6 separate regions of the Mus musculus genome follow, and all the other regions are linked to region 1. Evidence: chromatin contacts called from public Hi-C and HiChIP or PLAC-seq data. All regions are on one chromosome and are shown on one strand. Each heading gives the region's core, a stretch centred on a gene start, on an enhancer-like site or on the middle of the called end of the contact. The rest is flanking DNA. Distances are from core to core; before and after follow the strand shown.

The links. Hi-C and Micro-C count contacts between places; a contact is called where the count stands out from the background. HiChIP or PLAC-seq counts read pairs in DNA pulled down with a chosen protein or histone mark.
Region 2: a contact with region 1 is called in a BATF HiChIP or PLAC-seq map of CD8 T cells, with 10 read pairs. The contact joins two enhancer-like sites. A contact is called at or near these places in 2 of 15 datasets of contacts at CTCF or cohesin (CD8 T cells and large pre-B cells), 4 of 484 Hi-C or Micro-C datasets (the C10 cell line, Th1 cells, regulatory T cells and 1 more) and 5 of 115 datasets of contacts at active chromatin or transcription factors (CD8 T cells, T-cell acute lymphoblastic leukemia, effector CD8 T cells and 2 more).
Region 3: a BATF HiChIP or PLAC-seq map of CD8 T cells shows a contact between it and region 1, with 8 read pairs. The contact joins two enhancer-like sites. A contact is called at or near these places in 1 of 39 promoter capture datasets (liver), 1 of 15 datasets of contacts at CTCF or cohesin (CD8 T cells), 2 of 484 Hi-C or Micro-C datasets (Th1 cells and regulatory T cells) and 1 of 115 datasets of contacts at active chromatin or transcription factors (CD8 T cells).
Region 4: a contact with region 1 is called in a FOXA1 HiChIP or PLAC-seq map of pancreatic cancer cells. The contact joins two enhancer-like sites. A contact is called at or near these places in 4 of 115 datasets of contacts at active chromatin or transcription factors (the NIH/3T3 cell line, embryonic stem cells and pancreatic cancer cells) and 4 of 9 other capture datasets (adipose tissue, embryonic stem cells, liver and 1 more).
Region 5: a Hi-C map of the N1E-115 cell line shows a contact between it and region 1, with 2.2 times the contacts expected there. The contact joins two enhancer-like sites. A contact is called at or near these places in 2 of 484 Hi-C or Micro-C datasets (the N1E-115 cell line and uterus).
Region 6: a contact with region 1 is called in a Hi-C map of Th1 cells, with 4 times the contacts expected there. The contact joins two enhancer-like sites. A contact is called at or near these places in 1 of 39 promoter capture datasets (liver), 1 of 15 datasets of contacts at CTCF or cohesin (CD8 T cells), 1 of 484 Hi-C or Micro-C datasets (Th1 cells), 1 of 115 datasets of contacts at active chromatin or transcription factors (CD8 T cells) and 2 of 9 other capture datasets (adipose tissue and liver).

The regions. Positions count from the first base shown.
Region 1 is chr14:121,822,750-121,826,886 of GRCm38.p6, reverse strand. No RefSeq gene overlaps it. Among named protein-coding and RNA genes, the nearest start is that of Ubac2, 54 kb to the left of the region's middle. Within about 2 kb of position 1,941, at least 188 of the 459 cell types and tissues checked have an H3K27ac peak or open chromatin away from gene starts, as enhancers often do. A contact at or near this core is called in CD8 T cells, the N1E-115 cell line, the NIH/3T3 cell line and 6 more, where this site is marked.
Region 2 is chr14:122,058,699-122,062,835 of GRCm38.p6, reverse strand. No RefSeq gene overlaps it. Among named protein-coding and RNA genes, the nearest start is that of Timm8a2, 26 kb to the right of the region's middle. Within about 2 kb of position 1,960, at least 47 of the 459 cell types and tissues checked have an H3K27ac peak or open chromatin away from gene starts, as enhancers often do. A contact at or near this core is called in CD8 T cells, Th1 cells, memory CD8 T cells and 2 more, where this site is marked.
Region 3 is chr14:122,040,131-122,044,267 of GRCm38.p6, reverse strand. No RefSeq gene overlaps it. Among named protein-coding and RNA genes, the nearest start is that of Timm8a2, 7.5 kb to the right of the region's middle. Within about 2 kb of position 1,802, at least 30 of the 459 cell types and tissues checked have an H3K27ac peak or open chromatin away from gene starts, as enhancers often do. A contact at or near this core is called in CD8 T cells, Th1 cells and regulatory T cells, where this site is marked.
Region 4 is chr14:121,609,654-121,613,790 of GRCm38.p6, reverse strand. Dock9 (dedicator of cytokinesis 9) reads left to right here. Exons shown (of 54, transcript NM_001081039.1): 28 at 3,622-3,768; 29 at 3,946-4,029. Among named protein-coding and RNA genes, the nearest start is that of Dock9, 87 kb to the left of the region's middle. Within about 2 kb of position 1,975, at least 36 of the 459 cell types and tissues checked have an H3K27ac peak or open chromatin away from gene starts, as enhancers often do. A contact at or near this core is called in the NIH/3T3 cell line and pancreatic cancer cells, where this site is marked.
Region 5 is chr14:121,632,500-121,636,636 of GRCm38.p6, reverse strand. It overlaps Dock9 (dedicator of cytokinesis 9), which reads left to right. Exons shown (of 54, transcript NM_001081039.1): 14 at 1,398-1,480; 15 at 2,011-2,133. Among named protein-coding and RNA genes, the nearest start is that of Dock9, 64 kb to the left of the region's middle. Within about 2 kb of position 1,741, at least 18 of the 459 cell types and tissues checked have an H3K27ac peak or open chromatin away from gene starts, as enhancers often do. A contact at or near this core is called in the N1E-115 cell line, where this site is marked.
Region 6 is chr14:121,956,651-121,960,787 of GRCm38.p6, reverse strand. All of the region lies in intron 4 of Ubac2 (ubiquitin associated domain containing 2), which reads right to left. All of the region lies in intron 1 of Gpr183 (G protein-coupled receptor 183), which reads left to right. Among named protein-coding and RNA genes, the nearest start is that of Gpr183, 6.5 kb to the left of the region's middle. Within about 2 kb of position 1,902, at least 52 of the 459 cell types and tissues checked have an H3K27ac peak or open chromatin away from gene starts, as enhancers often do. A contact at or near this core is called in CD8 T cells, Th1 cells and adipose tissue, where this site is marked.

The DNA of each region.
Region 1 (4,137 bases), core at 692-3,191:
ACAGGGTTTCTCTGTGTAGCCCTAACTGTCCTGGAACTCACTCTGTAGACCAGGCCAGCCCTGAACTCCCAGAGATCTGCTTAATTCTGCTTCCTGGGTGCTGGAATTGAAGGTGTGCACCACCACCACCCAGCTTCCCAGTAATAATTTATTTTTTTTTTAAAATCTGATTTTCGTATTTTCTTTTTTTTTTTAAAGACTTATTTATTTATTATATGTAAGTACACTGTAGCTGTCTTCAGACACTCCAGAAGAGGGCGGCAGATCTCGGTACAGATGGGTGTAAGCCACCATGTGGTTGCTGGGATTTGAACTCAGGACCTTCGGAAGAACAGTCAGTGCTCTTAACTGCTGAGCCATCTCTCCAGCCCCTGATTTTCGTATTTTCATTTGACCCAAACCATATATAGCTCTATTAATTTCCCTATTACCCTTCTCATTCACCACATGGTACATCAGGAAGACTTGAAGCTGTGTTAGAAATCCTGTCAGGCTCAGCCTGTGAGGAGGGTGGTGGAGAACATTGTCTTCTAGCTCTCTCAGCAGCTTTGGAGTCTTCAGCAGGTCCTTTCTCTGACTCATTTCCTCATGGGTAACACAAAAACACTACTTCAGTGCCAACTTGCTGTAAGGGGGTGGGAGTGGGGCGAGAATGCTGGTCATGGGGCTATCGGTTTTATTTCACTGATGGTTTTGATCATAAGGGTTTATGAAACTACACTCCTGTCTAGGGTCGGTCTGAATATCTTATATTATTTTTGGCTTTTCTGTGAACTCTATAGAGAACATGATGGAAAAACACTCCCGGTACAACAGTCTGAGCGGCAGCATCCATAAAAGGCAGCATGCTGGCTTCCCAGGGTGAATGATTTCATAACCAACCTGTGAGCTGAGAGTCCACTCCACATCTGAAAGCACATTGGCACAGAAGGGAGAGAATTCCTTTTTTTTTCTCCTTCCTTTCACATTTCATCTCTTAGATCCCTTTTCAGGACTTGTGGCTGGAAATCCTTTCCCCCTTCACAGGAAGATGACTGTTCCCAAGAGAAGCCTTCACAGTCAAGAGTCACACCCAGCAATGCAGAAATCCCACATCAGATAATCTGCAGGGCATTAGCCAAATGCCTGCTGTGGCTGACGTGTGCTAAACGTGGAGTCTCACAGAAATGGACAGAGAGTCAAAGAGCAAGCTGTTTATTTGAGAGTCTCAGGAAGTCTGCAAGTGAACAGAAGGACCCGTCAAGGAACTAAAGGTAGTGGCAGGCCAGCTGCTATGGGTAAAGGGCACTCAGCGCCAATAGGGAGGGGCTAAGGATATGCCTAGCGTGCTTGAGCCCCTGGGTCCAACTCCAGCCCTTCATAAACTGTGAGCGTAATCCTAATGTAATCCGAGGTAGATGCAGGAGAACCGGAAGTTCAAAGTCATTCTGAGCTACGTAAGGGTTTGAGGCTAGCCGGAGAATTATGGCACCCTGCCTCAAAGCACAAAAATTAAAAAAAAAAAAAAAATCAACTCACTCCCACTAGAGAACTCTGAGCGTTAGCAAAACCAAGGCCAGGGAATGGAATGGGTGAGTATTCGTCTGCCACGGGGTTTAGGAGCGGGGCACAGAAGGCACTTGTGTAGAAAGACATTAAGCACGAAGCCTCCATGGCTACCTCTAGCTGGAGGGAGCCCGCAAAGACACCCATCCATCCATTTGTTTCATAAACTATTGGAGTGGGCAAGGAGTACATGAGAATGGTAAAATCTTGTTCTAATAGGGGTGACAAGTCTAAAGGCCTGGGCGCAAACCCGAGGTACGCTGAGGTGCACATGCGCAGTGACCAGGTCTGTGGTGCCAGGCTTTGACGACTCACCAATTGACACATGTGACTGCTGGGAGTGGACAGGAAACTCCCACCTTCTGAAGCTGGCTGCCTGAACTATTTAGCTGTTCCCCAGAGAGAAAACCCTTGTGCAGGGTTAAACTTTAAGCTGGGGGCGGGGACTTCCACCTGCTCCTCTGAGAGGAAAGACTCACTGAAAATGAGCAGAGGGAGCCTGGTGGGAGGGTCAGAGGGCAAAACAGACTCGGGACAGGAAGCATCCCAGGCTCCCCTAGAAGTGTGTTCTCTGTCATGAGCAGTGTGACTCAGGCCAGTGCAAGGGATGCCAAGACTGGCCTTCGCCCAACAGCCTGAAGGGAGGGGCAGCTAAGATCCATCTGGCAATGGGTGATCTGGTCTTGAGAACAGTCAAGGCTGAGCTGTGGAGAACAGAATGTTAGGGTGTTTGCTGCTGGGTGCTTGGGCAGGTGTTGTGGGACAGACTTTTCTTGGGGTGGTGCAGCACACGTGCGAGCACACACACACACACACACACACACACACACACACTGGGTCAACTCACGCCAGGGCAGGGGAGTTGGTTACAGGGAGCAGGGGTGACTCCAAAGCAGCTGCATCAGCAGAAAGCCTAACTCTGGTGAAAACACTGGAAAACTGCATCCCTAGAGCCATGATTGTTTCTTGCAGGCAGAGCACCCTAGTCCAAACTTCTCTCTCTGCACTTTGGCTAGACAGTTTCAGCTTCCTGCAACTGTTTCCTTTCATGTTTTACTGATGGGAAGGGGCCCTCATGATTTCCCCCTTCTCTTTCTCCCCTGCTCATGACTCTGCTTACTTTCTGAGACTGCCTCCTCCTTCCTGGAGAGAATATCGAAATTCAGAGGGCCTGCATCTCAGCAACAGGTGGAGATGACTTTTATATAAATGGGTTTGGGAGGGGGAGTGTGGGGGGAGGAACGACTGGTCCTGGCTTTAGAGTGTTCTCTGGACTTTAGGGTGTTCTCCATATCCCTCAAACCTTTCCTTGGTCTTACTGCTGCCTTTTTATAATTCTTTTACAGTTTCTGTCCGCAGAACGTTCTTGTCTATAACACAGTGCCTGGTCCATCATTTGGATCAGGAGCTCAAGACCAAGTTTTCAAATAAAAAGGAATTTATTTGCCCCAGAGGGAAAGAGGGCAGGGAATCAGAGACAAAGACAACAGGAGATAGAGGACAGGAGAGAAGGGGCAGGGAACAAGGGAGTGGGGGAAGGAATATCTGTCCTGGGGGAGGGAGGGTCAAAGGACTGCCTCTGGATAGAGAGGAGACAGACATGGCCTATGGGAAAATGGCAGTTTATAAAGGTAAAAGGGGAAAGCCCATGTTAGGATGAGGTGTTTAATTTTAATTGGGTAAGTTAATTCGTAAACCGAACGGGTCTTCTGATTACTAGACTTCAATACTTTGATGGCTGGACCTTGGTGGTCAGCCTCAGGAGGAGGAAATGGCCCAATAAGGGAATAGCCCTTGGGTGCTAGCTTTAGGAATGGAATCTAATGGTTTTTAACAAGGCAGGGGGAATGGAAGAGAAGGGCTAGGCCTGCCAGAGCCATGTTTGATGCTTGGGCTGGCTGGAGTCCCTTCAGTTCTCTTTGAGATGTCCTGGGATGTTAGGAAGGTTGTGATAAAAACATTGTGACTAATGTCCCCTCTCTGGTTTCAGATAAGCTCATCCCAGCCTTTCCAGGAAGGCAAGGCTGTGGCGAGCACAGGTGGTGCCTGGAGAGCTTTCCTGTCAAAGATGTCACCTCTGACCTCATCTCTGACCTCACACTTCCCTTTCAGATTCACTATGTATGCACTGTACTGGGTCCAGCATGGTACTTTCCTGCACCCTGCTGCTGGGAGTTCCCGTTCAGTTCCACTGCTGGGAGGGCCTTCTCAACATTTGCTTAGGCCACCTTGCTTTGAAACATAAGTACTTTGTTACTCTGTGAAGCGGTTGAAATGATACATGAAGGTTCAACATGTATCTGGGGCTGGGGCATGGCTTGTTTGTTAACATGCTTACCTAGCATGCACAAGGCCCTGGGTGTGGCACCTGTAATCCCAGCACTTGGGAGGTGTAGGCCGAGGATTACCCTCATGGTTATCTTTAGTGGGCCAGCCTGAGCTAACGATGTAACTCATTTTATGTTGTCTGAAACGTATAACATACTGAATTTTTAGACTGAAATGCTCCGAGAATGTTTGGTGACAAAGCACATTAAAGGGCAAAGCTGCCATCTCATCCAAACCCAAAGGATAAGAAACCAAAAGCCGTTA
Region 2 (4,137 bases), core at 711-3,210, 240 kb before region 1:
ATTTTGGATGGCAAGTGAACCTTACTTACTCACTGAGCCACCTGTCCAGCCTGAAGAATTAAAAAAAAATTTTTTTTTTACTTTTTTGTTTTATGTGTATGACTTTTGGCTGTGTGTACATGGGCGCATCGTATGCATGACTGGTGCCAACAGAGGGCAGGAGAGGGCATCGGATCCCAGGAACTAGAGTCATGGGTAGTCGTGAACTGCTGTACCAATATGGAGAATGGTGCTCAGGACCCCTGGGTGAACAGCAAAGGGCTCTTAAGTGCTGACCTATCTCTCTCTCCAGCACTAACACTTCCCCCACCCCTGGTGGAGGCGGGGATTGACTTTTAGAGACAGGATCTCACTGTGTACCACTGACTGGCCTAGGACTTGTTCTGTAGGCCAGGCTGTCCTCAAATCAAAACCACCTGCTTCTGCCTCCTGAGTGCTGGGATTAAAGGGATGTTATTCTACCACCACTGTGCTCAGCTCTGGGTGATCTTTACTAACTTATTTTTGATGTGTAAGAGTTTCTCTGGTGGTGGCTACATGGCAGGCACATAGCCCAGGATGTCTTTGCCTGAATCCCCAGCTTCATATGTCACTGGATTCTTGCAGTTGCAATGCTGCCAAAGTCCTTCACTCATGTTATGGACCAGACAGATCCTGCAGTCTATTTGAAGTGTTTGGATCAGCTGTGATCCCGGCTGTGATATCCCAGTGATGAATGAACGTGGTGTCTTGTCAGGAGGCATTTCCTGACAGTTTAGTTCTGTTTATTTTTTGGTGGTGATCTAAGAAAATGGCCAGGTCTGGTGGCTCAGGTCTGTACTCTCAGCTACTCAGGAAGCTGAGGCAGGAGGATCACAAATTCAGTGCCCGCCTAGGGTACAGAGTAAGTTCAAGACTAGCCTGGGCAGCTGAGAGAGCAGTGTGCCCTCAGTTGGCTCTCTCTGTGGGAGCCCCAGTGTGTCCCTGGACTGGCTTTCTCCATGGGAGCCCTGGGCTTCTGCAGGGTCTGCCCTGGGCTGTCAAAGGTCACCATCTCTACTGTGTCACTACTTCAGTCTCTCAAATGGAGGATCCTTTTCATTCCACTGCTCTAAGTTGAGCCAGTGAAGTACTGTACCATTAAGCTATACCCCAGTAGACTTCATTAACTAAAAATAATTTTCTTTGCAAAGAATCCACACAGAGCTCGCTTTAGAGAAATACTGTTGTTGTTGCCTCGTGGGGTCAGTGGCTAAGAGCAAGGGATTAGCCCTGTAGTGAAGTTCTGGCCTGTTTCCTAAGCTGTGTGACTCATCCTGAGAAACAGCTTTCTAGTCTATATATGGAAATTCATCCAATGAAGTTCTTAGAGTATTTTTTTTTAAGATTTTAAATTTATTTTAGCTGGGTGGCGGCGGCACGTGCCTTTGACCTAAGCACTCAGGAGGCAGACATTGGCAGATCTCTGCGTTTGAGGCCCACCTGGTCTACAGGGTTCCAAGAGTGCCAAGGTTACACAGAGAAACCCTGTCTTGAAAAAAAAATAAATTTATTTTTTATTTTATGTATATGAGTGTTTTGTCTGCATGTGTCAAGTGTGTGCAGTACCGGTGTGTAGCACACATATGTGTACTGTATAGACATAGGTGTGAGGGCCCCAAAACAGGCCTTGGATCCTCTGAACTGTAGTTACAGATGGTTATGAACTGCTGGCTGGGTGCTTGCAACCAAATCCTAGTCATTTACAATACAGAAAGTTGTCTTAGCTGCTCAGCCTGTTGTAACTGATTTGTGAAAGGAGGCTTATAGAAGACTTCCCCAGCACACTGCCAGGCTACAAGCTGATATTACATTACCATCACAACTACAATAGTCAACCAATTACACTAAAAATACGGCTAACCAAGGAGAATCTGCTGCCTTCTCACAGTGTGCCCGCCATGCTCTGTTTCTGCCACCAGGGGGCATAGGATGAACCCAAAGTATTGAGAAAGCCAATCTGGTACTTCCCCTTGGGGGCAGTCTAAAGTTGCATGCCTGGGTGCCTCAGGGTGTATCCTGGATCTCCACTTCAGGTTCTAAAGGCCAGACTTTATCTGTGGCAATATTAGCTGCTAACTGCGTGTTTGCTAGGCTGTTAGGGAAGTCTGGGGTGTGTGTTTGTGTGTGTGCTTGCACATTTAAGTATATTCTTTTTTTATGTTCATATTCTTTTTTGTTTTATTGTGTTATTTTATTTTATTTATTTACATTTCAAATGTTATCCTCTTTCCTGGTTTCCTCTCTGCAAACCCCCCTATTCCATCCCCCTTACCCTGCTTCTATGAGGGTGCTCCCCCCCCCCCCCCCCCCCGCCACCTACCCACTCCCACCTCCCTGCCCTAGCATTCCTCTACACTGGAGTATCAAGTCTTCATAGAACCAAGGGCCTCCTCTCCCATTGATGCCAGACAAGGCCCCTTCAGCTCTTTCAGTCCTTCTCCTAACTCCTCCATTGGGGTCCCTGTGCTCAGTCCAATGGCTGGCTGTGAGCCTCCGCAACTGTATTGGTCAGGATCTGGCAGAGCCTCTCAGGAGACAGCTGTATCAGCCTCCTGTCAGCAAGCACTTCTTGGCATCTGCAATAGTGTCTCGGTTTGGTGTATGCATGTGAGATGGATCCCCAGATGGGGCAGTCAGTCTCTGGATGGCCTTTCCTTCAGTCTCTGCTCCACTCTTTTCCCCTGTTTTTCCTTTAGACAGGAGCAATTCTGGGTTAAAATTCTGGAGATGGGTGGGTGGCCTAGAAAATATCCAGAGTGAGGTAACTCAGTCACAAAAGATCACACATGGTATGTACTCACTGGTAAGTGGGTACTAGGCAAAGGTTGTGGAATACCTACAATACAACTCACAGACCAAATGAAGCTCAAGAGGAAGGAAGATCAAAGAATGGATGCTTCTGTCCTACTTAGAAGGGGGAACAAAATAATCAAGAGAGGTAGAGGGTGGGAGGGACTTGGGAGGAAGAGAAGACGGGGAGGAGAAAAGAGGGGCAGAATCAGGTATGGGAGGAGACGAGGATGATATACAGAGGGTCAGGAAATTGAGCAGAGGAGTGTAGCAGTGGGGGATGGGGAATTGGGGGTAGCAACCAGAAAGCCCCATATGCCAGGAAAGCAAAAACCTCCTAGGACCCTACAGGGATGACATTAGCTAAAATACCCCACAAAGGGGAGGGAGAACCTGTCAAGACCATATCCAGAGTTTAGGCATGGCCTCCTGGTTGAGGGATGGGGCCACCCACCCACCTCCAAAATTTTAACCCAGAACTGCTCCTAAGTATATTCTTTTTAAAAAAAAATTATTAGATATTTTCTTCGTTTACATTTCAAATGCTATCCCAAAAGTCCCCTATACCCTCCCCCGGCCCTGCTCCCCTACTCACTCACTCCTACTTCTTGGCCCTGGAGTTCCCCTGTACTGGGGCAGATAAGGTTAGCAAGACCAAGGGGCCTCTCTTCCCATCCTAAGTATATTCTTCATATTTGGTATATCTCCAGGTAAAGGATAGAGCAGAACCACAATGAGAAAAGCTTGAACAGCGGCAGACCTAGCCCAGAAGGAAGCTGAGCAACTCTGAACTTGAGGCATCCTCACACCACAGAGATGCATACACACTGTACGCAAGCAAACCTGCAGACCCCTACATGCACTGGAAGGGCAGCTGGACTCATCAGCACGGGACTGGGATGAGAGGCTGATAGGGAGAAGACGTGAGGGGTCAGAAGACCCTGTCTGCTCTGCCCTCAGAGCCACACACCACAGCTGCAGCTCCATTCATATTTTTGGTGTGAAAACTAGGAAGAGTGTCCGAAACCAAGAGACCCGCTGGAGGCCCGTGAGACTCAAGAAGTGTCTGTGTGGCTTTTTTTTTTTTTTTTAAGGCTGCCATCATGGATTGAATGAACTTGTCCAGCCAGGCAAACCCTCAGGAGGCCTAGGACTGCCTAGTTAGGTGCCCAGGCTGGAACAAGCATAGAGAGGAAGGGGTGGCATCTGCAAGGTGAACCACTTTGATTAATCTGCCTTGATTGGCTCTGTGAGACTGTGACCTGAGGAGAAGCCTAACGTGAGGTTCACGACTACAATCACCTCGGCAAGAATGAAACCAAACCC
Region 3 (4,137 bases), core at 553-3,052, 220 kb before region 1:
ACACCAAAAGGAATAAAAACCAAAGGTTGGAGTAATGATGCTACACAGCAGAAGGGCGGGCCTAGGGCTAAGGGACCTTCCTAACTGTCAGCTCCTGGGTTCTGGATGGACGCTGATGAATTCAAGCCTCTCTAGCCACATCTTATCCTGGCCTTGTTCAGACAGCAGAGGCAGACCCACCAGTGCCCCTAAAGACCCACAAAGCCAGTCATCTATGACCAGGCCTGACCAGGCCTGACCGAGTATCTCAACAGCTGCTGGACTCTAAGGAACTGCTTTTTGTTGTTGTTGTTGTTTGTGTTTGTGTGTGTGTGTGTGTGTGTGTGTGTGTGTGTGTGTGTGTTTTGAAACAGGGTTTCCCTGTGTAGCCCTGGCTGTCCTGGAACTCACTCTGTAGACCAGGATGGCCTCGAATTTAGAAATTTGCCTGCCTCTGACTCCCAAATGCTGGGATTAAAGGCGTGCGCCATCACGCCCGGCCTTCCAAGGAACTGCTTATTAGCGTAACGTGTCCAGCATAAACCTATTTTGCAGTCAGTGCTAAAGGTGAGGTGTAAAAGCTGTGAGCCAATCACAGACTAGCAACTTCTCCTCAAAGGGACCCCAAAACTTTAGGTGGATAAACCTATTAAGCCAGGACCCACAGCCTCTGCCTAGCCTCTGCCTGGGTAATTCCTGACAGCAGGTATCCTGGCTGTCCTGCCTGTGCCCCACTAGGCAAATCTGTGCTTGCCTGCCTTGCAAACCCTTTTAAGAGGTGCTCTTCTAGGATGGACCATGTAGAGACTGCCATATCCAGGGATCCATCCCATAATTAGCCTCCAAACGATGACACCATTGCATACACTAGCAAGCATTTGCTGAAAGGACCCTGATATAGCTGTCTCTTGTGAGACTAGGCCGGGGCCTAGCAAACACAGAAGTGGATGCTCACAGTTGGATGGATCACAGGGCCCCCAATGGAGGAGCTAGAGAAAGTAACCAAGGAGCTAAAGGGATCTGCAACCCTATAGGTGGAACAACATTATGAACTAACCAGTACCCCGGAGCTCTTGACTCTAGCTGCATATGTATCAAAAGATGGCCTAGTCGGCCATCACTGGAAAGAGAGGCCCATTGGACACTCAAACTTTATATGCCCCAGTACAGGGGAACGCCAGGGCCAAAAAGTGGGAGTGGGTGGGTAGGGGAGTGGGGGGGAGGGTATGGGGGACTTTTGGGATAACATTGGAAATGTAATTGAGGAAAATACATAATAAAAAATATTAAAAAAAAAAAAGAGGTGCTCTTCTGGCAGGAATGATTTGCGTGGCTCTGAGTAAACAAACAGAAGTTTACCATCTTTCTAGAGAGCCCACTTCCTTCCCCACTCTCAACCAAGGCTTCCAGAGCAGTTTCTCAACTGACAGACTCTGGGCTCCTCTTAGGGAACGCCAGGACTTCCCAGATCTCTCCTGCACAACACACCGAAACCCCATTAATTTTTCTTTCCCTACTGTTGCTGCAAGTCCTCCTTCCAGGACAACGACATGGCACTCTGTATCTGTGGGCAACAAACTTGACTCTCAGCTCTGGTCAGACCAGGGTGTCGCTGCTTCATCTGCCTTCTGCTGCTCTCCGAGACAGCAAGGGGGCAGAAAACTCTAGGCAGGGATGACATCCTATAAAGTAGCTACAGGACAAAGGGGGAACTCTCCCTCCCTCCTTACAAGAAAATAAGTCCCCAGGGCTGAGTTTACCAACCAGCGGTTAAAGTGCCTGCCTTTACCATAAGCCCTACTCCTTAGGAGAGGAAATGTCAGGGTAGGCAGGGGGGTGGGGAGTTGGCCGCGTGTGTAGAGGGTGGGAATATTTTCAAACTCTGTCCTTTACGCAAAGATCACAAGATGCTAACAGATAAAGCAGAGTTGGTCCTTCATTAAATAGTGGGAAAAACCAAGATACCGTCAAGTTCTGAAACTAGACTATAAACCAGTGACAATAGAATACGGCTGAGTCATTTCTCCTCAGCCCAGAAAAGAAGAGAAATAAACCAACAACAGTAGAGCCCAGTATGCTATTCCCCACCTAAAACACATACCTAAGACCTGGGCCACACATCTGCCCTGCTACCTCAGCCCATTACACATCATCCAGCAAGGCACCAGACCCACGAGGGCGGGACTGGCGGGGCTTCTCCATGAGTGCTTGCCTTTCATTTCACACAGTGTGGGGTTCTGTCTTCCCAGCAGAGTCTCCACTAAGCACATAAGTGTGAGGGCCTGGGAAGGAATAGCCTGGCTTTTCACATGGGAAACCCAGTTTTTATGCCCAGAACCCTATGCCACCCCAATTCCACCTAAACCTCCCCCACCCCCAAATTTTACACAATAAACAAAGACCCGGGCAGCCAGTTCTCCCAGTCATCTGCCCTTCACACTCTTACCTGTACTCCTTTAAAGCCTCTTAGCCTCTCCTCTGGTCTCCACTTCATCCTGGAGATCAGGAGGTTTCCCTAATTTTAGCTGAGTCACCCAAGGTCCCAGTTGTTTTCTACTTTATTGATAACAAAACCACAGAGGCATTCAGATCTAGAGTTCGAGGATGGTCCCCCACAGACTCTAAAATCCCCCTCTCTTTGTGTGTCGGGTAAACACTGCATGTACTTTTTCTTAAAACGGAGTTCCAAGAATTGAACTCAGGATGTCCTACTTGCAAGGCAAGCACCTTACCAACTGAGCCATCTCCCAGCCCTGATGGTCTCTTTCTAAAATGATGGAAACCTGCAGTAAGTTAAAACAGGAAGTGCTGGAGAGATGGCTCTGTGGGTAAAAGCACACAGTGCTCTTGCAGAGGGCCTAAGTTTCAGTTCTTAAGCATCCACATGGAGTGGCTGCTGCAACTCCAGCCCCTGCAGAATCTGGGGACCCCTTCTGGCTTCCCCAGATACCTGCACTCACCTGCACATACTTAGACACAGAGATGCATACGTACTCATAGCTAAAAAGAAAAAAAAAAAACTAACAAGGAAAGCTTTAACACACTGCGAAGATGCTGTGGTTGTCTGAATGAGAAATGTTCCCCCATAAGCTCAGATACTTGTATACTTGTCACCCCTGGTGCCACTGTTTGCAGAGGTTGTGGAAGTACAATTCCCATTCTCATTCTCTCTCTCTTTCTGACTCTCTCTCTGTCTGTCTGTTTCTCCCTCTGTTTCCCGATCCAGCTGTTATGTCTCCTGCCATTACAGACTCCACTTCTGGAATGAATCATAAGTCAAAATGTAAACTCTGTCCCTTTAAGTGAGCTCAGTCATGGTATTCTGTCACAGCAGCAGAAAGGTCACAGATACAGATGTGCCCTCCAAAGCCAGCCCAAGCAGGCACAGAAAGTGCTCTGCGCTTTATTTGTTAAAGGGCTGTGTCCTAAAGTCACTAAAATAAGGCAGTAGCTATAGTGGAAGAACTTACGTCTACCAGCTCAACTGAGCTCCAGGGTGTGGTTTCCCGACATTGCAACTCCTATTTGCAAAGGCTTAATAAAATAAAGCTGAAAAAGCCATTTCCACTCTAATGGCGATCCCCTCTCTACAGACTCACACTATAGGAAAAGGTCTTAAATCTACACTGGTCTTCCCCTTGGCCATTTTATCTGGCCTTGGCCTTTCCGTGCTCTCTTTTCTAAGCAAATCGTGAAATTTAGGACTAAGTTCTGTTTATTTAAGATATACATTTTGTACTTTGTTTTAACAGAAAGTCTTATCTTTAAAATATGAATTTAGGATTGCTTGGCTGTACAGATAATTTGAGGTAATAAACATATAATAAAAAGAGTGACATAAGACCATTAATAAAGCCGGGCAGTGGTGGTGCACACCTTTAATCCCAGCACTTGGGAGGCAGAGGCAGGCGGATCTCTGAGTTCGAGGCTAGCCTTGTCTACAGAGTGAGTTCCAGGACAGCTAGGGCTACACAGAGAAACCCTGTCTTGAAAAACAAACAAACTAACAAAAAGACCACTAGTAAGCCAGTCAGTGAAGAACTTCAAATGAAAGGTGTAAGATCTTATTTTATCTATATTTTAGTGTGTAAATATGCACAAATATGTACCTTAGGTCTACATGTAAACTTCTATCTATACTTGTGTTTGTATGTTATG
Region 4 (4,137 bases), core at 726-3,225, 210 kb after region 1:
GCAGAGCAGGTGCTCTGATGGATTCATTGTTACCAGCAGTTCAGCTTGAGCAGTTAGCAACAGTGTTGCAATTCTTGCTTTCTGCCCCCACTCTCACTCTCTATGTCTTCTCAAGTGGGGAATGCGTTTTAAAAGACATCACTACTCCAGGACTCTGAGACAAAATTAGCAATAAATCTCCATTATGGTCTAACGCCTAAGCTATATTCAGCCTTCCCTCAGGAGTCCCCAAAATGTCACTTTACAGTTGGCTCGGCTGAGTCAGAATGTAAAGTCCATGTTCTACATTTAGCTGATGTGCTGCTCAGATTCAGGGGTTTTTTGTGTTTTGTTTTTGTATTCAGTTCAATGTGCATGATTTAAAAAAAAAAAAAAAACGTGGTATTTGAGAGTTAATTTGTATTCTTATAACTTGATCCTACCTCAGTGGGTTTTTGACTCTGTGTGTTCTTACTGTTGATTTGAAAACTGAAATGATTAAAATGCGAATATGTCTAACCTTCTTCATAATGAGACCTGGTGTTTAGTGCATAAAATCATGCGGTTTCATGTTAGAAACACACAGATTCTGGCTTCAGCCTTAAGTATGTACTGCTCTGTGGAAAGCCAGCTCAACATCCAGGTAACCAAAGGAGGCAGCGAGATGTGGTGTCAGCCACTGGGATTGGTGCTGATGGCAGCCAATCATGCACTGCCCCACCCACCCCAATGATAGCAGCCAATCATATCCCTCTCTACCCTCAACCCCCCCACTCCCAATGATAGCATGTTCTCTCTCTCTCACACACACACACACACACACACACAAACACACACTTGGCTGGGCCCGACCACTAATGTCATCAGTTTCACAAATGCACATGCATACTTATATATATACACATGCATAGTTATATACATACACTTTTATCTACATACATGTAGACAAACATACATATATACATACTGTACAGACAGACATATATCATATATACACATTTGGTGGATGGAGCAGAGCCCCAACAGCCATACTTTATTTCTTTTCTCAGCCTCCTTATAGCTTCTTAGACAAAGTTCTTTATAAAATTACCTCACAGATAAAACGTTACACGAAAGGGAATTACAGAAGGATGTAGATAGTAAGTTCAGAGCAGTGCTTCATTCTATAAGCTCAGTATTAGTTCACAGCAACAGTTGGTTGCACATGGCCTTGCTTTATCATGGTGCACACCTGTGGCCTCATCCTTGGACCTGACCTAGAATGAATGTTTTCCCTTGATCACAAATCTGTCCCAAGCCTACTTCTATTTTTAGGGTAATTGTGAAAGCTCATTGCACTCCTTATCATGTAACCTTTACTTACTATTCTATGAGGAGAGAGCACATTCTTTTCTTGATTCTAACTTTATTACATCTTTCAGGCAATACAACTAAAACCATCTCTTAAAACTTTCTTCCTAAAACTATTTGAATCAAATCAGTAGTTCCGTAAAGTCATTAATTCTTCCAAACAGCATTAGAATTTGAAAGTACATCTTCATCCTGATTTGCAGGAAATTTTCCCAATAGGGTGGGCTGGTGCCCAGGCATCATTAGGCTATGTAATCATGGCAGGAAGCACATCGGCAGTGAGAAGCAACCCTGGGACAAAGTCTCCGGGGCTGTGCCTCTCCAGAGCTCAACCCACCACAGCCAGGCAAAACAGTGGCCATCTCCAGGAAGCTTACTTACTGCTTGCCATGGCCTTCCCTGAGTGTCATGTGCCACTGCCTGGTGGTTCTACAACAGGCCAGGATAACAGTGGCTCAAATGTGACAGGAAACCTGACTTTCTGTTTTAGAAAATCATGAGCTGGTGGGTGGTTTGGAAAGGCCAGCTTGTCCCCCCCAGCGATATGCAGGGACTCAGCCTCCCATCTGATGATCCAGTCTAGGCTGTTACCTTCTCCCCCACAGTGTTGTGGCTGGCTCACCTCACAGCACATTCCAGACACAGGAAAGAAAAGAACATGAAAGCTATCTGCTTCTGTCATGAACGTGGTCTAGGAGGCGCCTGTCACTCACTCTGCAGTCCATTAGAGGGAACTTAGTCACGTGGCCCACATCAAGCTATAAGTTAGGCTGGGAAATAGAGTCTACCTGGTCAGCCACTGCTCCTGCACTTCAAAGGGGTCTGGTCACCAAAGAGGAGAAGGGGGGGGGGGCTGGTAAAGGAAAGGATAATTAGGACTTTTTACTGAGCTGTTAAACATTGGCTTCCTTATTTGTAAATTGGGGTGCTCCATTCTTGTGGCTGTTGAAATTAAATCCAGCGGCTAAGAGTTTTTAGTTATGCTCCCTCCCTCCTTTGTGGACTTGGAAAAAGAAGTGTGGTCTCACGTGTCAGAAGACTTTGGACTCCTGGTAGATCTGAATATGAGTCACTTGAGTTGTGTGACTAAGCACACATCCCTACCGTCCCTCAACCGGTAACATGCAGAATAAGTCATAAGGATCATATAGGATTGGATGGGAAGTAACCAGGAGTGTGTGGTGCAGTGGCTGGCATGTAGAGGCATGGCAGTAACCCAGCTGATTGCTCAGCAGTTGGTACTTTCTCTGGTATGCATTAATGAGAGAAGGGATCGTTATGCACTGACTTGCAAGCAGAAGGCTGCCACACCCTTTAAACTGGCCATGTGCATTCATCAGTGTCTGTGTGTCCTTTGAATACTCTGGGTTTCAGCCTAGGTAGTGCTTTCTCTGAGAAGGGCCAGCAAGATGTCTCACTGGGTAAACCAAGCCTGATGACCAGAGTGCAATCCCTGGGAACCACATGGTGGGAATAGAGTGAAACTCCTAATAACTGTTCTCTGACCTTCACATGCACACACACATACAATATATAATATATAACATAATATATAATATATGACATATATTATATATAATATATAACATATATTATATATAATATATGTGTAAACACAAATAAACTTGTTCTTTGAGTTTTGAATAAAGAATATAAAAAGTGTCTGAGGAACGCTTGGCTTGTGCCCATTATTGAAGATACCCACAGAAAGTGCACGGTCCTGCCCTGTTTTCTGCCAAAACTCTTAGATCAACATTTCTGTTCTTGTTTGTATAAACTACCAAGACTCTCTTTGTCATATCAAAGAAGGTCGAGATATTTGACATATTTGAGCACTTTTTTTTTTTTTTTTTTTTTTTGGTTTTTCGAGACAGAGTTTCTCTGTATAGCCCTGGCTGTCCTTGAACTCACTTTGTAGACCAGGCTGGCCTCGAACTCAGAAATCTGCCTGCCTCTGCCTCCCCGAGTGCTGGGATTAAAGGTGTGCGCCACGGCTATATTTGAGCACTTTTATAGTATACATTCAAATACTGTGCTATAATTTGATTTTTTAAATTGGGTAAATTTTTTTTTCTTGTGAGATTTCTGTTCTTGAAAGTATTGATGAAATAGTATGTGGAAAGTTACCAGACTGCATTAGGAAGGGTATATCTAACTTTTTATCCAATTATACAAGAGGTAGATCTAACTCGGGGGTTTTTGTTTGTTTGTTTCTGTTTTTATGGACTTGGACTCCAACCTTAAGTATTACAACCTAAAATCATCCTAAGTGATGGGTTTGAATCCTTTCAGTTACTGCGGAACCAGAGATTTCCGGCCTCCTACCATCACGCTGTGGAAACCGTGGTGAACATGCTGATGCCACATATCACCCAGAAATTTCGAGATAACCCAGAAGCATCTAAAAATGCCAATCACAGCCTCGCTGTGTTCATCAAGGTAGTGACCTCCAGGGGAAGGGGACACTGCTTTCTAAGTAGCTCCCCAGCACAGTGATGCCCTCAGTACTCAGTACTCAGTACTCTGACAGGAGAGGGTAACTTAACCAGCAGACTAGAAGCCAAAGTTCCACAACTCATGGGTCTGAACTAATGGCTCTTGGCTTTTTTCCCCTAGAGATGCTTCACCTTCATGGACAGAGGCTTCGTCTTCAAGCAGATCAACAACTACATCAGTTGCTTTGCTCCCGGGGACCCCAAGGTAGCATGGCTGTTGGGCACTTTCGCTTGAGTTTAGCTGGCCCATTCACACCTGGAACTGCACCTGTTCTTATCAGAATTGTCTTTTTGTTCCTCACCTCATTCATCC
Region 5 (4,137 bases), core at 492-2,991, 190 kb after region 1:
AGTGATTTGTTTGAGGCAAGATCTTACTATGCAGCTAAGACTGGCTTGAGATCCTCCTGCCTCTGTCTCCTAGTGCTTGGATTGTAGGTGTGCACTATGATGCATAAATAACAATCTTGAACATGTTTAATGTAAGCCCTTGGAAGGAAGCCTTGGGTCTTTGTTCATAGACCATGTACTCCCAGATCTCAGGGAGGGAGGGAGGGAGATAGACACACACACACACACACACACACACACACACACACACACACACACACACACACACATATACAAACACACACATACACACCACTAAAATGAAAGGGTGTACTAGACACTCTCCTGACACCTGTTTGAACCAGGATTGTTTTCTGGTTCGCCCTTGAAGACAGTGATGTCTTCCACAGCACGATTGTGAAAGAATCAGAGGTTTTTAGTGAGAACGGATTACACCGTAGAGACTTACTGATCTGCAGAGGCACAGAGCTGCTCTGATGGACCTTTGGATACGCGTCTCTATTGCCCTTGTCCTATGTCTTTTAGTGAGTGCTTCTCACACTTGATGGTATATGCAGACCACTGGAGGGCCTGCAGCATACAGATGTTGACCCAGAATAGTTAGGCTGTGCTCCAAGGCTATCTGACAGTGACCCTGAAGTGAGCCTAGAAGGAAACAAAGGCTCCCAGATGTAAGCAGTTTTTCAAAAGCTGGTTTGACTTTGATACACTCAGAATAAATGACTTTAGACTCCTTCCTACACACACAGCATTCTGGTCCCCACTTGACTATCACAGATCATGGGACATGGAAGCGTGAGGCAACTGATTGCTGATAGACCCGCACTTCATACATGTCACTGGCCAAAAGCCAATATGCTTAATGTTCTCTATCAACCAAGAACAAGTCAAAATTGATCATGAGGCAGTGGTAGTGTTTATGAAGGGAAAGTGCAACAATTGAAGGCTGGTGTCTGATTTAAGCCAGTACCTTATTATGCCTTCACAATGCATGTCTCCTGGGTTGTGATGTTTGCTAGGAGTTAGGAAAACTTAGTATGTTCATTAGTGTTTTCATTAAATTCATTAAACAGATATTTGGGCATGGATACCTCAGTGGCTTATAATTAGTCCTTAGTCAAAAAGAAATAAAGTCTGCCAGAGGAAGGATGCTGGCCAAAGAGTAGCCTGCATCTTGTTTGCAAAGACCAGTAGGGTATAGGAGCTTCTTGGAAGTAACACTCTGTAATCTTGAGAATCACTGCCAGGGACTGAATAAAGAAGTCTGCCCTGGGATTGAATTCAACCACATCAGTGCCGTAAGCAGGGCCTGGTGGTATGGTGAGGGCTCGTGGTGGTAGCCGCTCTGGCCTCAGTTCTCCTGTGGCTGAGCATTTCACGGCTGTATGTTGTTCCAGGTTGCCCAGAAGGTGCTGAAGAATGCCAAGCAGGCATGCCAAAGACTAGGACAGTACAGAATGCCATTCGCCTGGGCAGCAAGGTAAGGGAGAACGCCCTTTATAACTGGGATAGACTGATGGACAGCTAGACCAACAGACAAGTAGGCCTACCTATTGAGTTGATTATCCCGAGTCAGAGATTTAAATTGGTGAAATCAAAAGTAAATAATCACCCATTCTGAGCATGCACTTAGCAAAGGCCCATAGCCGAGAGGACTCCAGTAGGGCAGACAGGAGGTTTGTCCTGAGAGAGCCCAGGCCCTGGCCACGTGCCTGCAGCTCAGATGGTGCAGCTGGAGAGTCCTGGAGCGTCCTCTCTCTGTGTCCCTTCCTGTGTCCCATATGAATGTGTGTGCTGTTTCCTCAGTATGGGCTTTTGGCTGAAACTGTTTTCTGTGTAAATTGAGTTAGTTGTGGTCATCCTCATTAATACTTACCACATTGGCGGGATAATGAGATTTCTGTTGGCCACAGCCAGTGGAATCATAATTCGTCTGTGTGCAGAGACCAGAACTGTCCTTATTTTGGTCTTCGGAAACCCAGCTCTTGAAGTGTTGTTTCTCTGTTCCAGGACGTTGTTTAAAGACACCTCTGGAAACCTGGATAAAAACGCCAGATTTTCTGCCATCTACCGGCAAGACAGCAATAAGCTTTCAAATGATGACATGCTCAAGCTGCTCGCAGACTTCCGGAAGTGAGTTTGACGGTGCTGCTTGTTTGTCTACCTGAGGAGCTTTGTGGTGGGGAGGGAGAGATGGGGACAGCCATATAAATTATGTCACTCGGAGTTCACAGGGCAGAGGAGAAGTGCGTGTGGACAGAGGACAAGGGATGGATGGTTCTTCTTAACTTGAATTCTCACTGGATGTGCGTGGCATGGGTTGTGGGGTAGAGGGAAGCACAGGCAGGGCGGAGCCTACTTGAAGGACGCCTGTCAGATGGAAAGGTTGCTGCAAAGCTCCTACAGGAGGAAATCAGAAGCAGTGGGCTGCTTCAATTTGTCAGAGGTGCAGTCACTGGTCCATGGCTTCCTGATGGGTGTTAGAAAGAGGATGGCAGTCGCCAAAGATAAACAGTTGGCAGGTTTCTGACTTGCAAGATTGAGTGAAGGCTCCCCTGATACTTCTAAACCAATGTGGGGAAAATGATAATTTACATAATCCTTACTTTATGAAGTCCATCGGCTTCTGTAACTACAGCAACCCAGGTCAGTTAATAATACCAAGAAAGGTACTGCAAGCTAAAAGCTTAAAGGGCTGTCTTTATGACCACTTCTCCTCGTCTGCAGGAGACAATTCTTTCTGCCTCCCCCAGTTATTCTGGTTCCCTGAGCTTTCCTTGGCTTGTAGCAGATCACTCCAGGCTGCCTCTGTCTTCCCATGGCCATCTTCCTGTCTGTCCCTGTCTTAATCTTTCACAGGTGTCTCAGAGCAGCACACAAAGACATAAGCAGATACTCTCAACCTATCTCTACATACTGGCTTTCAGTTTTGTCTGGACAGGGAAGTGTGCCTTTCAAGGAATGTTCTTAAGTCCATTTACCATATCTTATACACACTTATGTTGTGATGGGTAACAAAGGAGAAATACTGAACATATATTACATGTCCAGAACTGGATTCCCTGCTGCTTAGGAGTTAGTTCACGGAAGCTCAGAGCATAGTGACATTGATGTGTAAGAATAATGTTTCTGTACATTGTATAAAGTTTACCCTTGTGTTACTCAGATGCTGATTTCTTTGCCCTCATATCTTGTTTCAATCCAGACACGACATTGTAATATTTATACAAATAATCTCCCTCTTTGTGTAAACAATTCTTACTCTGCCTTGTCAGTAAGTGTTGGTCACCCAACAACTGGGCAAACTAGAGACTAGGGCATGATGTCTGCCAACCAGAGGAAAGAGTGAGGGCGATTCAGACCAGCGAGGTTGGAACGTTTGGAGCCATGAAGAAGAGGTCCTGAGAGAGATTATGGAAACACACAAGACTAACATAGAAAGGAAAGATATATCATTTCACTGCTCAGCAATTGAGGTACAGCTTTAAATAAATCTTGGCTTCTCTGTGTAGTTAGTGTGGACCAGCATAAGGTAAAGAAATACAGCCGCCAGTTTAATTCACTGCTTACATTTATATTAAGAATAATTCATTTACAATGCCGGGCGTGGTGGTGCACACCTTTAATCCTAGCACTCGGGAGGCAGAGGCAGGCGAATTTCTGAGTTTAAGGCCAGCCTGGTCTACAAAGTGAGTTCCAGGACAGCCAGGGCTACACAGAGAAACCCTGTCTCAAAAAACAAAACAAAACAAAACAAAACAAAACAAAACAAAAAAACAAAAACAAAACAAACAAAGAATAATTCATTTACAGATGGAGCCCCATGTTGGGTGCCATTTTGTTGAAATTTGGCCTGATTCTTTCTCCCAGCCTCACGTTCCCAGAAATAAGAATCAGACTCAGAATATACTGACAAATACCTTGGCCATATAGCTAGGCTCTACTTCTGACTAGATCGTAACTAAAATATGCTGTTTTATTTTCTGCCACATGGCTGGTTACCTGTGTTCAGGTACCATGTGTCTGTCTCCTTATATCTTCCTAGGAAGAATTCCCATGCCTGGATCTATCCCAAAATCCCTTCTGTCTCCCAGATGTCCCACCTCTATTTCCTGTCTAAGCCATAGACCATTGGCG
Region 6 (4,137 bases), core at 653-3,152, 130 kb before region 1:
CTTCAAAGCACAGCTTCCTCTTTGGCACACACAAGGCAAGTCACCCCTCTGCCTAGCGCAGATCTCAACCCCATCTTGAGGTCACACCTGACCAGCTCAAAACACTGGTAACCCTGTAGACAACAGTGTCTCCCTTCTTTAAGGCACTGACAATTCTCAGAATAAATCTCAGAGATAATGGTGACACTTCAAAAATCTTAAAAGCCCAAAGACTTTTGCTTTGGTTCTTTGCTAAGCTCTTTCTGAGTATAAACTATATCAGAGCTTAGGCAATTTTATTAAATACTAATCAATGAGTTTTAGGGGGACTTTTTTCCTCTCCTTTTTGTGACTAGAGAAAAACTGTCACTTTGTGTCAACATGACTGGTTATGCAAAGATGAAATGATAACATCTCAAGAAATTTTAGCAAATCTATGGGCAAGGAAATAAATTTTACAAACGTGTGTATGTATGTGTGTGTGTGTGTGTGCTTGCGTGCACATACACACACATACACCACTTTCAAGAATGTCAGGGAAGGACGTTGGAAGGAATCTAACATTTATTCTGAGAATTGTTGATGCCTTAAGTAAAAAAGGGAGACAAAGTTAGGATGACAGGAAAGCTGAAGGATCAAATGTTACATTACAGACACAGGGCAGACTGTGCAGCTTAGCAGGGAAATCAGAGAATGACAAGATGGCTTCCAGGGAAGTGGAGGTTTGGGGGTAGACCACACCATTTTATACGTTCATAGTTTCAGTAGTTTTAGTCTACATATGCTAAATCTGGGAACATAGAAACAGTACCTCTTTAATATTTGAGGGTTTAGAGCTGAAGGATAGATACACAATGCCACAAATGCCCCGCTCTTCAGGAAGGTCAACCCTGAAGAACAATTAATTCCATTTCATGCAGCCCAGTTACTATCTGTGCTCCTGGGGAAAGATGTCATCATCTTGATTTCGGTCCCTGAGTGTGTGGAATGTAGTCAAGTGTACAATGTCATCAAAAGCACTGCACTGAAACTATTATTCTTATAAATGTTAGTGTTCTAAGGGAAACAGATCTAAGACACACTCTGTGGGCTTCCCCCTATGTGTTCACTGACATATTACAGTACTTTCAGGTTTAACTCAGGCACACATGTGTATACAGGTATATTTTGTATATGTGTTTACATACGTATTCTAAACTTATCAGAAGCTACTGCCTAAGAATAATTAAAATGAGAAATAATTAAAGTGCATTAAAGTGTAAGTTATACTCTGAGTGATGGAAAGGAGAAGCTGAGATCCAGACCGGACACTGGGTGCACGAGGAGGAAGACAAGCAGCAGGGCTGAGCCACACGGCACGCCAGCCCCACACTGTCTCTCTCTCTCTTCAGTTGTAAACCCTCTCGTTCTGCATTCCCGGGATCCAGCACATGTAGACTAAAAGCACTAAAAGTACTGTTTGCTAAAAGTGTGAAGCTATCTTAAGCCTCACGAGAGTAATCCAGAAGATGATTAAAGGAAAGAACAAATTCTAACTCTGAAGACATATAATAAATTGAGATTTATTGCCTTAGGAATTGGGTAACAGCAGCCAAGGATGTGAAAGGACTTTCCTCTTAATGTGGAGATAATAAAGTGTACTGAAATGACAGCATTGAGAACACAGGGAAGACAGAAACACGAACTGAGGGAAATGTAGACTCAATCCCCAGAAGCTGCTAAGTATCCAACAGGAGCCTGTTTTCAAGCCGTCTCCATCTGCTTTCTGAGGCCAGGTTCTGACCTATCCTACTTACATGTCCATACTCTAAAAGTGCTGCCTTTGGCTGGCTCTGGTCCAACAGTGGTCACTCAAGATCCCTGTCCCAGTCTTGTGTGGGACTGGCTTGCCCTGCTTTAGGGAAGGTTGCCCCATCTACCCTGTGGGAGCTAACCACATATGTCATGCTGTCTGTACTCTGAAACCACAATCTCTCAGTTCTTTAAGGGCTCATGAGACAGCTGCTCCTCAAAGGACTGAAGGGAGCACCACATAGAAGGACCCAACGTGATATTTAACTCCTCAGACCCATATGAGGTCCTCATCAGACAGGACTTAAAGGTAGGCAGGCAGAGTAAGTGAGAGCACAAATGTGGAATAAGCTGTGAAGAACACTGGGTGATGATGCTCTTGCAAGAAGAGCAAAATAACATTGCTTCCTCCAATTAACAAGATCATTACCTTACTTCAGTCAATCTATGTTCACTGTTCTGAATTTAGGCTGTATGGATACAAGTCCCCAATCACTCATACAGTATTACCTGTTGGCACATATAATATCCAAGCAGGCATCTTTCTGTGTGCTTGTGTGCATTCTCCCTCAGAGTACCAAGTCATGCAATCAGCTTTCCTTAACATACTTCCAGCCAAGAAACAGTCTGGCTTTGCCACTTTCACATGCCACAGCACGGTTGAACCACTCAACGTCTGCAAGTCATCTACTGAGAGAATCTGAGCTGTTCACACTTTTGCATCTTCCTGTTACAGCCAACACTGGGTAGAATACCCCCATACCTGAACAATTTGAAATCACTCCCATTTTTAGCTGTACCAGATGCTAAGGCACAGTTCACAGGCTCACCCAGGCATCATGTGCAGGCTGACACACAACAGCTGCCCTCCCCTCTCTTATGTTGGGGTGGCTCTCCTCATCTTTACAGTACGGTTAACATGGAGATGCTGCAACTCCACCACCACCACCACAAACACACACACACACACACACACACACACACACACACACACAAACACACACACAGACATAGACACACACACACACATAGACACACACATACACAGAAAGAGACACACAGACACACACACACACACACACACACACACACACACACACACACCAATGTTTGAGGTCACATCTCATGAACTTGCTATGAAAAACTCCTCAAAAGTGGAAAGTAAGATTTTCAGGAAGAAAAATCCTCACAAAAGTTAGAAACTTCTGTCAACTCTGCCAGAGTTGTTGGTGCCGGCTCCTCAGAGCCAAGGCTTGTCTACAAGCTGCACTCACACCGTGGCTACACCCTGCCTCCAGAACACAGCGGCAGAAGGCAGGCCTTACGTGAATGGGCGGCTTTCCTGTGCTTTTTTATTTCATTAATTTCACAGCTGACAAATGGGCTCCTCCAAGACTTAAGTGATACAGCAAACTTCTATTTTCAATCTTTCTTTTTATTTTAAGCATCTTAAACATCTCTGAAGTGGTATCTTCTTTAAGTCAAAGGTTTCTTATACATATATTTTTCACTTCCAAATTCACTCTTTGTTGCTTTGACATTGGTTTGTAGTTTAGCTGTGCGGTCCTCGGGCTGTGTGTGGTCTGCTCAATACTGACTTTCTGGATGTCTTGTGATGGCTGAGTTTGAGACATGCTTATCTCTTCAGGACATAGTCTACTGACTCTTGAATCATGTTGAGCAAGTCTTCAGTGCCTTTTATTTTCTTATCTAGGATGTTCAAAGACACATGACTGCCCATTACAATTATAGACTTGCGATTTTCTCCTATAAACTATATCAGATTATGACCGCACAGACATATCTCACAATTATTTTTATGTCCGTTGTGGATTTTTGGGGGGTGAGGATTGCTTTTTGAAACAGGGTCTCTCTGTATAGCTTTGCTGTCCTGGAACCCATGTGTAGACCAGGATGACATTGAACCCAGAGATCTGCCTGCCTCTGCCCCTCGAGTGCTGAGATCAAAGGCGTGTATCATCACAGCCTGGTGACTATTCTTAATTTTGGCAGGAAGGCTAGATTCCTATTGGCATCAAAGTTGCCTTAACTTTCTTCTTTTCTGACTGGGGCCCACCCTGTCATCAGGACTTGGGTGGTATATATCTCCCACAGCTTTATTCTGAACCTTTCTGAATTGCTTTGGATTACATTTTCTTTAAGCAACATGCAACCGGATTTTTAAAAAAAGAAAAAGGAAAAAAGAAATTCAAAAACCAAAAACCAAAAACAAAAACCAAACCAAAACTCTCCAAACTGGTAGTCTTCCCATTAACCAGGAAGCTCAATCCATTTAAATCTGTGTGGACATGCTTTCTACCTTCTTCTTCTGCATCTTCTGTTCTTCATCCTCATCGTGTCCTTTTG